Regions from separate parts of the Sus scrofa genome. Here regions 2 and 3 are each linked to region 1. A link is a contact called in public HiChIP or PLAC-seq and promoter capture Hi-C data. All regions are on one chromosome and are shown on one strand. The core of a region is the stretch at or near the end of the contact, and the rest is flanking DNA. Distances in the headings are between cores, read along the strand shown. Region 1 holds the start of GRK5 (G protein-coupled receptor kinase 5). Region 2 holds the start of BAG3 (BAG family molecular chaperone regulator 3). Region 3 holds the start of RGS10 (regulator of G-protein signaling 10).

The links. Promoter capture Hi-C pulls out the DNA fragments that hold promoters and counts their contacts. HiChIP or PLAC-seq counts read pairs in DNA pulled down with a chosen protein or histone mark.
Region 2: a contact with region 1 is called in a promoter capture Hi-C map of fetal liver, with 2.8 times the contacts expected there. The contact joins the promoter of BAG3 here to the promoter of GRK5 in region 1. A contact is called at or near these places in 1 of 5 promoter capture datasets (fetal liver) and 1 of 2 datasets of contacts at active chromatin or transcription factors (alveolar macrophages).
Region 3: a contact with region 1 is called in an H3K27ac HiChIP or PLAC-seq map of alveolar macrophages. The contact joins the promoter of RGS10 here to the promoter of GRK5 in region 1. A contact is called at or near these places in 1 of 5 promoter capture datasets (fetal skeletal muscle), 3 of 47 Hi-C or Micro-C datasets (embryonic fibroblasts, epiblast stem cells and retroperitoneal adipose tissue) and 1 of 2 datasets of contacts at active chromatin or transcription factors (alveolar macrophages).

What each region holds. Positions count from the first base shown.
Region 1 is chr14:129,112,290-129,116,080 of Sscrofa11.1, forward strand. GRK5 (G protein-coupled receptor kinase 5) reads left to right here and starts at 1,644. Exons shown (of 16, transcript XM_001928584.6): 1 at 1,644-2,211. The coding sequence starts at 2,160.
Region 2 is chr14:129,508,356-129,512,146 of Sscrofa11.1, forward strand. BAG3 (BAG family molecular chaperone regulator 3) reads left to right here and starts at 1,885. Exons shown (of 5, transcript XM_021073458.1): 1 at 1,885-2,474; 2 at 2,477-2,656. The coding sequence starts at 2,286.
Region 3 is chr14:129,422,193-129,425,983 of Sscrofa11.1, forward strand. RGS10 (regulator of G-protein signaling 10) reads right to left here and starts at 1,958. Exons shown (of 5, transcript XM_001927416.4): 1 at 1,399-1,958. The coding sequence starts at 1,447.

The sequences.
Region 1 (3,791 bases), core at 394-2,893:
CCAAATGAAACAGAAGCTGCATTTTAAGATCCCTTAGGTGATCTGTATGCACAAGAAAGTTTGAGAAGGCCTTTGTGGAGCACTAGCCATCTAAAGGTATTCAATTTTAGCCCACTGGTTGGTGAGCTCTGAGATACTGCCAGCTCTAGGATTCTGTCTGAGAGAATCTTTCACTGTAAGTTAGGGCTCTGGGCAGGTGCACATGTAAGCCAAGGCCAAGGCTGGGATGCTTCGAATAATTTCTTAGAGTGGAAGATGCCTGAGGTGTCATCTGCTCTGCTCCCTGCCTTCTGACAAGCCAACTGTTATTGCCCCCACTTTGCAGACAAGACTTGTGAGGCCCAGGGAGACCCACTGACCCATATGCAGATACAAGGAAGTGGTGGTGGTGGGTACACTCTACCACGAAACAAGACAATCCTGCGCTGTTAAATCAGTGACCGTCCACGTTTCCAAGGCCTGGAGAGTCTATTCATTTCTTTGTTTTCTCCAGTGCACAATAATTGTTCTCCCTTTCTCTCTCTGGGCGCCTCCCTCCCACTTCCAGGCAACCCTGGGGTTGGAAGGCTTTCTCCTTTAGGACACAGAAGGCCCGGGGCCCGACTTCTGAACGGATATCCGGCCTTCAGGATGCAGATGAGGCAAAGGCCTCATTGTTCCTTAGGGCCAGCCCTCCCCTCAACTAGACTGGAGGATAACTCATCGCAGACCCCAGGTGTCCCAAGTCCCATTTCCCAGGAGCGGGGGCCTTGAGACGAAGCAAGGGACGCTGAGCGCAGATCTGGGGTCTGATGTCCTGAACATACAGTGGAAAAGCGCTAAGAGCCCCAAGATAAATAGGCAAAGAATTTGAAAACTAATTCCCAATACCGGCCGGGTGCTGTTTCTTATTAACGTTCCTGACTCCAGCGATTCCATCTGTGTTTTTATTGATGGGAATGAGTTTGCATGTAATGACGAGCGGTCATTTGCGGGCCTCGGGTGCTGGAAGGCAGGTTATTAACAGGACCAGCCGCTTACCACGCCGGAATGCACGCCCCCCGCCCCGCCGAGAGTTGCAGCCCGGCAGCGCGGGAGGTTCCAGGCGCAGAGGGCCAGGAGGTGGTGCCGCGGTCCGCGTGGACTCGCCGCTGCACATCCACCCCGAGGCCGCCAGGGGGCGCTCGGGCTGCGCGGTTGCCGGTGCCGAGTCGCCGCCGACTCATAGACCCCTTCGCGCCCTCGGAGGAAACAAAGTACACCTTTGTCAGCAACCGAGCGCGTGTGCGTCTGAGACGGCGCACAGTGGCCGGTCGCCGCGTCCAGGGCCCGCGGGCGCGCCTGGCCACCGCCTCTGGGCTGCAGCCCCCGCGTGGGCCCGGCGTGACCGGGAGGAAGGGGGGTGCAGCGCGCGCTTGGGCTGGCTTGACCTCCCTCCAACCCCGGGCACGCTCCGAGGGGCGCCCAGGACCCGCACCGGCTCCTGCCCGGCCGCAGCACTTCGCCCGCCGCCGCCGCCGTGGTCCGTGCTCTTCGCTTTCTGGGTTCTCGGGAGGGCCGGAAGCGGGCGAGCCGGAGCCCCGGGCGTGGACGTGCGAATCCGGGGCTCCGGCTCGGCCGGACTGCCTTTGCTTCTCCCGCTACCCTCCGCAGCCGCGGACCACCCCTTATCCGCGCCCGCCTTCGGAGTACAAGTCTCAGGGCGGCTCGTGGACTCTGGTACTACAAGTCCCAGCAGGCCCCGCGCCGCGAGCGCCGAGGCGGGAGGCGCGGCCCATCCTGGCGCCTGCGCTGTGCAGCCGCCCGAGCCAGTTAGTACCACACCCCCGGGAGGGACAGAGGGGAGGCAGAAGCATCCGAGGCATTAAAGCATCCGAGGGAGCCCGAGGGGAGGAGAATGGAGTGACAGAGAAACGCGGAGGGTGGGGGGTGGGGGGAGACAGTTGAGGGAGGGGGGAGGGGGGACACAGAGGGAGGAAGAAGCGGCGGCGGCGGCTCCTCTTTGCAGAGGGGGAAAACTCCGAGGGATAAGAGCCGGAATAATGCGGTAGGCAAGGCGGGCTGCTTGCTCCCGGCTCCGGCAGCAGCGGCAGCAGCCCGAGCAGCGGCAGTAGCAGCGGCAGCACCCTTAGGAGCTGACAGCCCCGCCGGCCGGCTTCCTCGCTGACCGCCGACTGTCAATGGAGCTGGAAAACATCGTGGCCAACACGGTCTTGCTGAAAGCCAGGGAAGGTAAGAGGCAGGGCTGGTGCCTGGCGCATTCGCCGCGGGCCGGGGTGCGGGTGTCGGGCGGCTTGTGGGCTGGGGCTGTGAGTATGCAGGATGCCCGCAGTGAGTTGGTCGCAAGCAGGACACCTCAGAGAGCTGCTCTGCAAACACTTCAGGGTTCCTGCCCTAGTGCTCAGGGAATCTGGACTTGGGCAGAGAAGGAGAAACGTTGAGGTTGCAGGGATTAGGATGCTAAAATATCCCCTAGTTTCCAGCTCTAACCTTAGCAGATCGTGCCATCTCGGCAGCTGTTGAAAGGTCAGTTGGAAAAGCATTCATTCAGGAAGAGATGGGCAAACATGCAAGTGAAATAGCTTTTTCGAGTCGGCCCAGGATGGTTGTGCGAGTGAATTGGTGTGCGCTGGGGGTGGGGGTGGAATTAGCAGAAGCCAAGTCTTTGCTTGCGCAGGCAGAGTTGATATAGGCTATTGCTGGAAACCATCCGCTGGGAATGTTTCTTAGGGAAATCCCGTCGTGTGGAAAGAAGCCTTTTAATGGCAAAGTAAGATGTTGAGGAATTCGTTTGTTCATACAGTGACAAGAGAGAGTGACTGTACAGATCACCTAGAAAATAATGAAGGATTTCAGGGGTAGGTTTTTTTTCCCCCTTTGGGGAGGGGGAGAGATAAGTGAATTTTTTTTTTTTTTTTTTGGCTCAGTTAAGAAGAGAAAGGTAAGTGTGCTGATGCTTGATGCGTTTCGGATGCAAATCATTAGATTTTCTGCACTTGGCTGGTAGGGAATATCTTCATGGAGTGGGTAAGATTCCAAGTCAAGAATATAAACACTTTTTGACTCTTCCTTGAGATGGGAAAAAGAGAAAAGAAAAAGAGAAAGTGGCGCAGAAACTTAGATGCTTCCGAAGTGATTGCATGAGGTAAACATACATATTTAGGAGCACCTGGAATTTATGTAACATCTCTTTTACCAAGATTTGAGCTCTGGGTGCAGCCTTTTTATGAAGGGGGAAGTGGTTTTCCCTTTCATGGGAGGAGGCTTTATTTGACACCCACGGTAGAACGCAGCCTGACTATGGTTTTGACTTCAGAAGAATACTGGGGGAATAGCCCACGAAAATATCTTACCTTTTTAATATTTTCATTCACCCACTTTGATGAATGAAGGAAGACTTTCTGGCTAACAATAAAACGATTCATGTTTATTCAGCCGGTTTCATCACCTTGCGGCACTGTACACGAAGAGTTAGTAGGTGATGCACAGCCCAGCGGCTTCTCCAGGGTTCACACCGTAATTTCGGCTTCACTTGTCTTTAAAGCAGTAACCTGGAAGGTTTGCTTTGACAACTCCAGCGGAGTTGAAAATATGCAGGTCGGTCCCTCCCATCGTTCAGCCTTGGTGTGAACACTTTTAGGAGAGGCTGTTACTTGGTGACCTAAGGATCTAAGGGCTGAATGTTTTTCTTTTTTTTCATAACCCGACATTTAACAAATTCGAGCAAGGTGAGAGGCTGGTGGGTTCTCTCCTGAACTGAGCTGTGCGTCCTGGAGCGGAAGACGGGGAGAAAACAGCCCCCCGCTGGCAGC
Region 2 (3,791 bases), core at 635-3,134, 400 kb after region 1:
GAGGATAGAAACCTCCAGTCTCTAGCACCTGGGGAAAGAGCATCCCAAGACTTAGAAGGAAAAAAGGCACCAAGGTCAGACATGCTCCTTGTTATTCAGCATGGCTCAAAGGAGCTTCTTCCAGGTAGTTCTCCAAGACTTATGGCTCCATTTTAGACAAACCCTCTTGAAGTCCCTGGTGGAACATAACTCCCAGAAGCAACGATATTAGCCCCAGGAGAACTTGCTTCCTCCTTGCTCCTGTCTAGTGCACCTGCAAACAAAACATCAGCAAAGAATGCTCTCAGTGTGTAAATGTAGTTGTCATAGAATGCAAATGGAGTAAAGGAAAGAGAAATAAAAATTCACTTTAGAATCAGTCTTCAGTATACATCAATATTATTGAATATAGATTCTGGAGCTCAGGTCTCCAGAAATAAGTTCTTCCTGACGGGAGTTCTCATCGTGGCTCAGCAGTAACGAGTCCAGCTAGTATCCATGAGGATGTGGATTTGATCCCTGGCCTTGCTCAGTGTATTAAGGATCTGGCATTGCTGTGAGCTGTAGCGTAGGTTGCAGACACGGATTGGATTTGGTGTTGTTGCGGCTCTGGCGAAGGCCAGCAGCTACAGCTCCAATTCAGCCCCTAGCCTGGGAACTTCCATAAGCTTGGGGTGCGACTCCCCTCCAAAAAAGCCACTGAATAAGGCGCTTGAGGGTCCAGCTCCTTCAATAGTAGTACTTAGGGTAAATTAGTGCACTGGCATTTGGGTTTATACATCAGTCTCTTGTGTGTTTGGTACCTGAGTCAGTCCTTGGGGCTTAATCGTCTCTGCGTTTTCCCAAAACTGAATTTTGTACTTTAAAGCTGATAAGAACACCTGTGTAAGTGAGAATCATTCCATTGGAAATGATTGGTAGGCCTCTTATCGTTTGCTCCAAAAGGAGTAATTTGAGGGCAGGAAGAGAGGAAAGGTATTGCCTCTGAGGGTTCCTGGGTAGTCTCTGCATTTGAGTTGGAAAATTGGGCCCAGTATTAAGCCATGGCACCTTCTCAAAGTGCTTCTGGAGAAAGGAATGAGTCTCAGGCCCAAAGATTTAAACTAGTACCTCCCCAACATTCTCCCTCTGGGGGGCACACACTCTCTCTCCCAGAGGAATTGAGGTGTTGGGTTCAGGCTGCAAGTGCGATTATTGAAACAACCCAACAAATACATTTAATGATTCAATTTGTTCCCTACTTCTCAAGTAAAGCTCAAATTTTAAGACAGCAAGAACCAACCTCTACCATAAAAAAGACCAAAACTCCAAATAATGTGTTTTTTTCTTTAAAGTTGTTCAGCAATGATAGTTTCTTATTTGAGTTATGAGGTTCAGGAGCATAAAACCATGGGCTGATGCAATCTTTCTGTCTTCAGGTTTTTTTGAAAGAAAGGCAGGTGAGTTTCCATTTGCACTTCCATTTTTCCCCTGGCTTGGTTACTGTGTCAGGTCAACATTCCAGCGCTCCTTCCGACAGCCGTTAAGCCCAAGGGAGAAAAGTGATTAAAACATAACGGAGGGACACCAGTGCCCCGAGTATCAGTATATGGGGGTACAAATGAGAGGTGGGGAGAGACTCTGGTTTAAACCCAAAGACTTTAAAGGCTAACGATGACTTTGTTTTTATAAGGAACTGCAGCAGATACTCTTGAGTGCGGACTCCCAGTCCTAAGAACAGGAAGAGGCAGTCTGAAAACCGAAACCGCCCAGGACACAAAGACGACGTCCCTGGGGCTCGCTGGTCCAGTCAGCCAGCATCAGGGAGATGCCTCGGGTGCACCTTGGCCCACCCTGAGGCTGTCTCAGCCGGGTGACACCCACCCAGGAAGCTGGCGCGAGGGAGGAGGTGGGGTGGAGGAGGGGCGGCAGGGAGGCCACGCCCGTGACCACGCCCACGCCCCGCCCCGCCACGATTATAGCCGATGACTCAGGGCGGAGCTCCGCATCCAGCCCTCGCCGCCGCCAACTTCTCTGGATGGGACCAGAAGTTTCTAGCCGGCCAGTTGCTACCTCCCTTTATCTCCTCCTTCCCCTTTGGCAGCGTGGAGGCTATTTCCAGACACTTCCAGCCCTCTCCGGCCACGTCACCCCCTCCTTTAATTCATAAAGGTGCCCAGCGCCGGCTTCCCGGACACGTCGGCAGCCCACAAGACTCTAGCTCCGGCCTCGGCCAGCGAGCCACTCTGCGCCTGGAAGTCCGGCACCCCGCGACCCTGTGACCCGGCACCCCGGCGGCTGCCCCTCCGGGCCGACCCCGACCCAGCATGAGCGCTGCCACCCACTCGCCGATGGTTCAGATGGCGTCCGGCAACGGCGCCGGCGACCGCGACCCCCTGCCCCCCGGCTGGGAAATCAAGATCGATCCGCAAACCGGCTGGCCCTTCTTCGTGGACCACAACAGCCGCACCACGACGTGGAACGACCCGCGCGTGCCCCCGAGGGCCCCAAGGTAAGCGGGACCCGAGCTGCACTCTGGCCAGCACTTCCCCCCACCCCCACCCCCCCCGCGCCCCGACGGCGAGCGGCGGGACAGGGCTTCGGGGATGGGGGTGGCGGGCTGGACTGGGCCGGGCTGCGGGGACGCGAGGAGCAGGGTGCCTGCCGGCCACAGCCCGCCCGCGCCGGTGTCCCAGAGGTCAGTGAAGGCCACTGGGAACGTACAGACCCCCAAGTGGACACCAGCTCTCAGGAGTCGGCCTGCCGCGTCCCAGGAGCCCCCTCCCCAGGCCCGCCCTTGGCCGGCGTCGGGGCGAGGGGGAGGCCCCGGGGAGGACTGTCCTCTCTGGGCTGCATCTGGTTTCCGGAGGTCGGGCGGGAAGTGCGACCCGCCCCATGGTGCCAGGTCCGGTCCACCGGCTGGATTCGAGGGGCCGTGGGCCAGGAGGCGAGGGGCGATCGGCCTGGTCAGCCTCGGAGGCCCGGGCCAGGCCCCACCGCGGCCTCCGCCCGGCTTCCAGGGCTGAGAGCCTGGTTTCACTCTGCTGATCACGCTTGGTCGGACGCCAGGGGGCCTTTGGCAAGCTTGGATGGGGGGGTCTCTTAGGATCTCTAAGGACTTTTACCTCCCAAAGTTCCAGAACTTGCTTGAGGGTATCTTGACTTCAGTCTTCCACCTGAGGCACAGAGTGACTCAGGAGACTGACGTAAATACATCCCCCCCGCCCCTTGAATTTGAAATTAAAATTGTATTCTTGTTTGAAACTGTTTTCGATAAGAATATATTCTAGAATGACTTGTTAAAAAAAAAAAAAAAAAGATGCTGTTCTCCCAGGCAATTTTAAACTAAAGACGTGAGACTGTCGCCTAGTTGGCTATTGACTTAGACATTGCCTCACACTGGCGAGAAAAAGTGTTGTTGTTTTTTTTTAAATGGCAATACATTCCTTTCCTTGTTATGTTACTACAATACCCAGGATTTGTTTCTAATACACAAATAATTGAGTAGTAATGCTTTTGTGAATACAGATGTATGCCTTATTTACATTTATGTAAGGGTATATACTTCTTAATCCTTAGGAGCCTGAAATTTTGAAAATATAAACTCGGAATGAGTGTTTAAAAAATTATGACTGTACTTTTCTCGTGATTTTTCTGTCCATTTGAGCTTTTTCAAAAGATAAAGCTTGGCAAAAAGAGGTCTACATTAAGGGTAGCGTTAATGTTGTTTGGGCAAAATAAAAATAAAAGTCATGAGCTGGTAAGTTATTTTGAAGACTTAAAAATTCACCAAATTAAAGGCTTTGTAAGTCATTATTTCAGAAGAAAGATCT
Region 3 (3,791 bases), core at 708-3,207, 310 kb after region 1:
CATGGATACTTTGACTCACAGGCAACACAGAAATGTTTACATGACCACTAAGACTAAATATAAGCAATTTACAATAACCCTATGAAATCCTATTTTATTAGGGTGGAAACCCTACTTTATTAGGGTTCTAAATATTAAGTGCAATAACATGCATCATTTGATAGATGGGAAACCAGCTGTAACTGTTTAAAGAGGGATCTTTTATTCCCATTTTGCGGATCCTTATTTGCACAGGGAGGCTCCATAGCTAGTAAGTGGTGGAGGTGGGATTTGGATCCACCCAACTTAGCTTCCATCCTTTCTCTTAACCACTGTGTGTCTCATAAAATATGATATTCAGTGGGACAAAAATTCATGAGCCAACATGTACACACTGAGTATATACAGAAGCAACTCCTGGGGTGGAAGGCAACAGAAAAACCTCTCACCTCCAGAGTGGGGCCAAGCTGGGTTTGAAAGAGTCTCTATCACTTCCTAAGTGTGACTTGGGACAAGTTACCTAACAGCTCCTGGCTTCCCTTCGTTCCCTTCTCCATAAAGGGGCGAGAACAGTACCTATCTCACTGGGTTGCCCTTAAGAGTGAAGAGAGAATTCACCGAGAGCCGAGTGAACACAGAGAGTGGTCCCCATTAAGCGCTCAAAAGGGCGTAGCTGTTATCATGAACAAAAAGGGTAAGATGGTTGGAATCAAGGGCATGGTTTCATCATCACCGTGGGTTCTTTGTCCTGTCGAATCGCTCCAAATTGTCCTCGGGCTGGACCAGAGTGACCGCCAAGCCGAACCCTTTGCAAAGTCGGCTCTTGCCTGGGCGCGAACTGCAAATGCTGGACCAGAGGGATGGCCAAGCCGAAGTCTTTGCAATGTCGGCCCCTTGCCTGGGCGCGAACGCCCTTCACCTGGCGTTCACCCTTTCTTCACCCCACATTTCGGCTCCGCAGCCCAGAACAGAAGGCGCTCGGCAGCCCCAGCCCGGATGCCCGGGGTCCAGGCGTGCCTTCCTCAGGCACTGCACAGGCATCATTCACACCAACGCCTGCAGCAGAGACAGAGAACTCAAGAAAAATGGGGGGGCGGGGGCGGTGACGGTCTGCTTTCAGAATCTAGATCCCATACTACCTTCAAAGTTTGGGGGTGTTCTGGATCTCATTTTTCTCCCCGATCTTCACTAAAAAGAAAAGTGCTGCTGTTCCTCTTTTTAGACAAACTTCCTCCCCGGCGCACCTCTCGCGGCTCTGTGCTCCCGCCGCGGCTGGAACCGCAAAGACGCTGGACGGAGCTGGGAGAAGATGCCGCGCCCGGGCGGGAGGAAAGGATGCCCTGGACCGGCATCGCCGGCTCGAGCGGCTCATTGCTGCCCCTGGGGGCACCCCAGTCCCCCACCCATGGAGCCCCTTACCTGACGGCGGCCGCTTCCTGCTCAGCCGGCTCACAGCGCGGTTAAACATCGCTGCGACACCCCGGGGAGGAAGGAGGAGCAGCCGGGCGGCGCGGGCGGTTGAGCTGGGGAAGGCGAAGAGCAGGAGGAGGCCGAGGAGGAGGAGGAGGAGCCGGCTCAGGACCGCCCCGGAGCGCGCGCCCCCGCCCCACCGCCCTCCGCCCGGCCAGGCGCCGCGTGGCGCGCTCCTTGCGCCCTGCCCACCCCAGCTGAGGCCTCGCGGTCCAGCCCCGGGGTGCCTGGGCGGGCAGGGCGCGCACGGGTGACTCCCAAACACCAGAATCCGGCTCAGCGCCCGGGATGGTGCGCACGAGCGCAGGAGGAGTTTGCGCCGCCTAGGACTTAGGAACCCTGCCCAGGCGGTTCGCGCGTCCCAGGGACCCCTCGCTGCCCCGCGGGGCTGGCCAGAGAAGACGCCCGCAGTCCCGCCCTGCCCGGCCCCCAGCCGTCTCCCTGCAGCCACGAGAACCGGGAGCGGCACCGCGGGAGCACAGTGCTTCTTTGACTCCCTGCACTTTGGCGGGGAGGCAGGCCGGGGTCACATCCCGGCTCAGAGACCGGGAAGCCGAGGCCTTGAAGTGCTGCAAAACCTAGGCGTGGCCAACGGCCTTCTTCTTGTCCCGGTGATCTAGGATCCTTGCTCCCCAGGCTTGCCTGTCCCGCGACTCCGTGGGCACTGAGCCATCCCACCGCCACGAGAGCTAGTGCGGCGTCGCTGCCGAAACCCGGGCGGCGGTGTCCACCTGCAGAGCGAGCAGAGCTGCTGCGGGTGGGCGCGCCCTCTTCCAGGTGGGCTGCGTGGGTGCCGAAACTTGGGCGCTAGAGCCCTGGTCTCGAGGGAATTCTATAGGAACCCCTTAACGTTCCAGCCCAGAGCGATGCCTCTGCCCCGCACACCAGCTGACTGGAGGGAATAAGTTTAGGGACACGTGGCTCATCTTCCCGGAGGGCCTTTGAGCTCAACGCCCGGAATACGAACCACTAGGGTCCGCGCTGCGCCCTACTTCTGATTTCTCCTCTGTCACCAGTCACCTGCTCAGCGCCACCAGTTCTACTCGAATCTATTCTCATTTCTTCTGCGAAACAGACCAAGAGGGGGTGTCATTAGCCCCATTTTCTTGAGGATTTGGTTTGTGAGAAATTCTTTCGGGCGAGTCCTATTTTTCCCCTTGTGTATCTGGCTTTGTCTCTAAATTGGTCTTTATTTTTAGCTGTACTAATTGCTATTTTTCTCAACCGTTATACCCAGTCTCGATCCCCCTCCACCCATCCTTTCTCAGTATTTTCCCTAGTTGGCACTTTCTTTTATATCTGCTATTCTGAGCTTCCCATTCGCCAATTTTTCCTCCTCCCTTTACCCACCCCTTCAGTCCCAACCCCACCCGGCCCATTCCTGGCCTTCTGTGGTTGCCTCTCATTTCTCTCCCTACCTCCCCTTCCCCTCTCAAAGTATGCCTTTCCTCAGAGTATTTCTAACCCCCCCCACCCTGCGCCCCCTCTGCTGCATAGAGAGGCTTTTCTTACTCCTGAAGGGGGGGTGTGTGTGTGGGGGGGGTGCTTTCAGCTGCAACTCCAGGAGACCACTGTGGTCAGGAAAGTAAAACCCAGCTGCGAAGTTCAATTTTAAAAGCTTCTCTTGTTGTTGGGCTCCTCTGGGGCTGGGCTCCTGCTAGCTTCCTCTCATTGTAATGGGACTGAACGGGTGATGCTTAAAACTATAGGCTGCAGGTTCATCCATTGTAAAGGAAGGACCTTTCAACTCTGCAGAGTCTTGGATCCAGATGAGGTCGCTGCAGTTTCATTGCAATAACCAGGGACTTTGTGCAGCACACTTCCCCAGAAAACGTCTCCAGAGACCAAATTACAAGTAATCTTAACACAGGAAATAAGGACACTGGCACGATGGGTAAAAGTCAGGCACAGCTGAATGTTGCTAGGTCCACCCCGTGTCCTGATAAAACCGGGCATCGCCTAGGACATGCTTATGAATCTGTCCTGAGCTGAAGGGGCCAGGTTTTCCTGAAATGAAAATAGAAGAGCTTCAAATCACTTTTACTGTCCCATTAGCATATCAGATAATGAGTATAGGAATGAAGACCCACGATTAAGGTTTAATGTTTCAGGACACTAAAAGACTGTCCTCATGAAACTGCTATAAATACCTGTTTCAAGTGTCTGAAGATCCAAAAGCCAGTTTTCAACATGTACTGCACAAAAGCCTGAGTACCGAGGTACAGAACCACACAGTTCCTAAGTCTTGCCAAAAGAAAACACACACACACCCCTCCCGCATGATTCAGGTTCTGCCTGTGGCTTGCGGTGGCTAAAGATGCTTACCACCCAAATAGCATCAC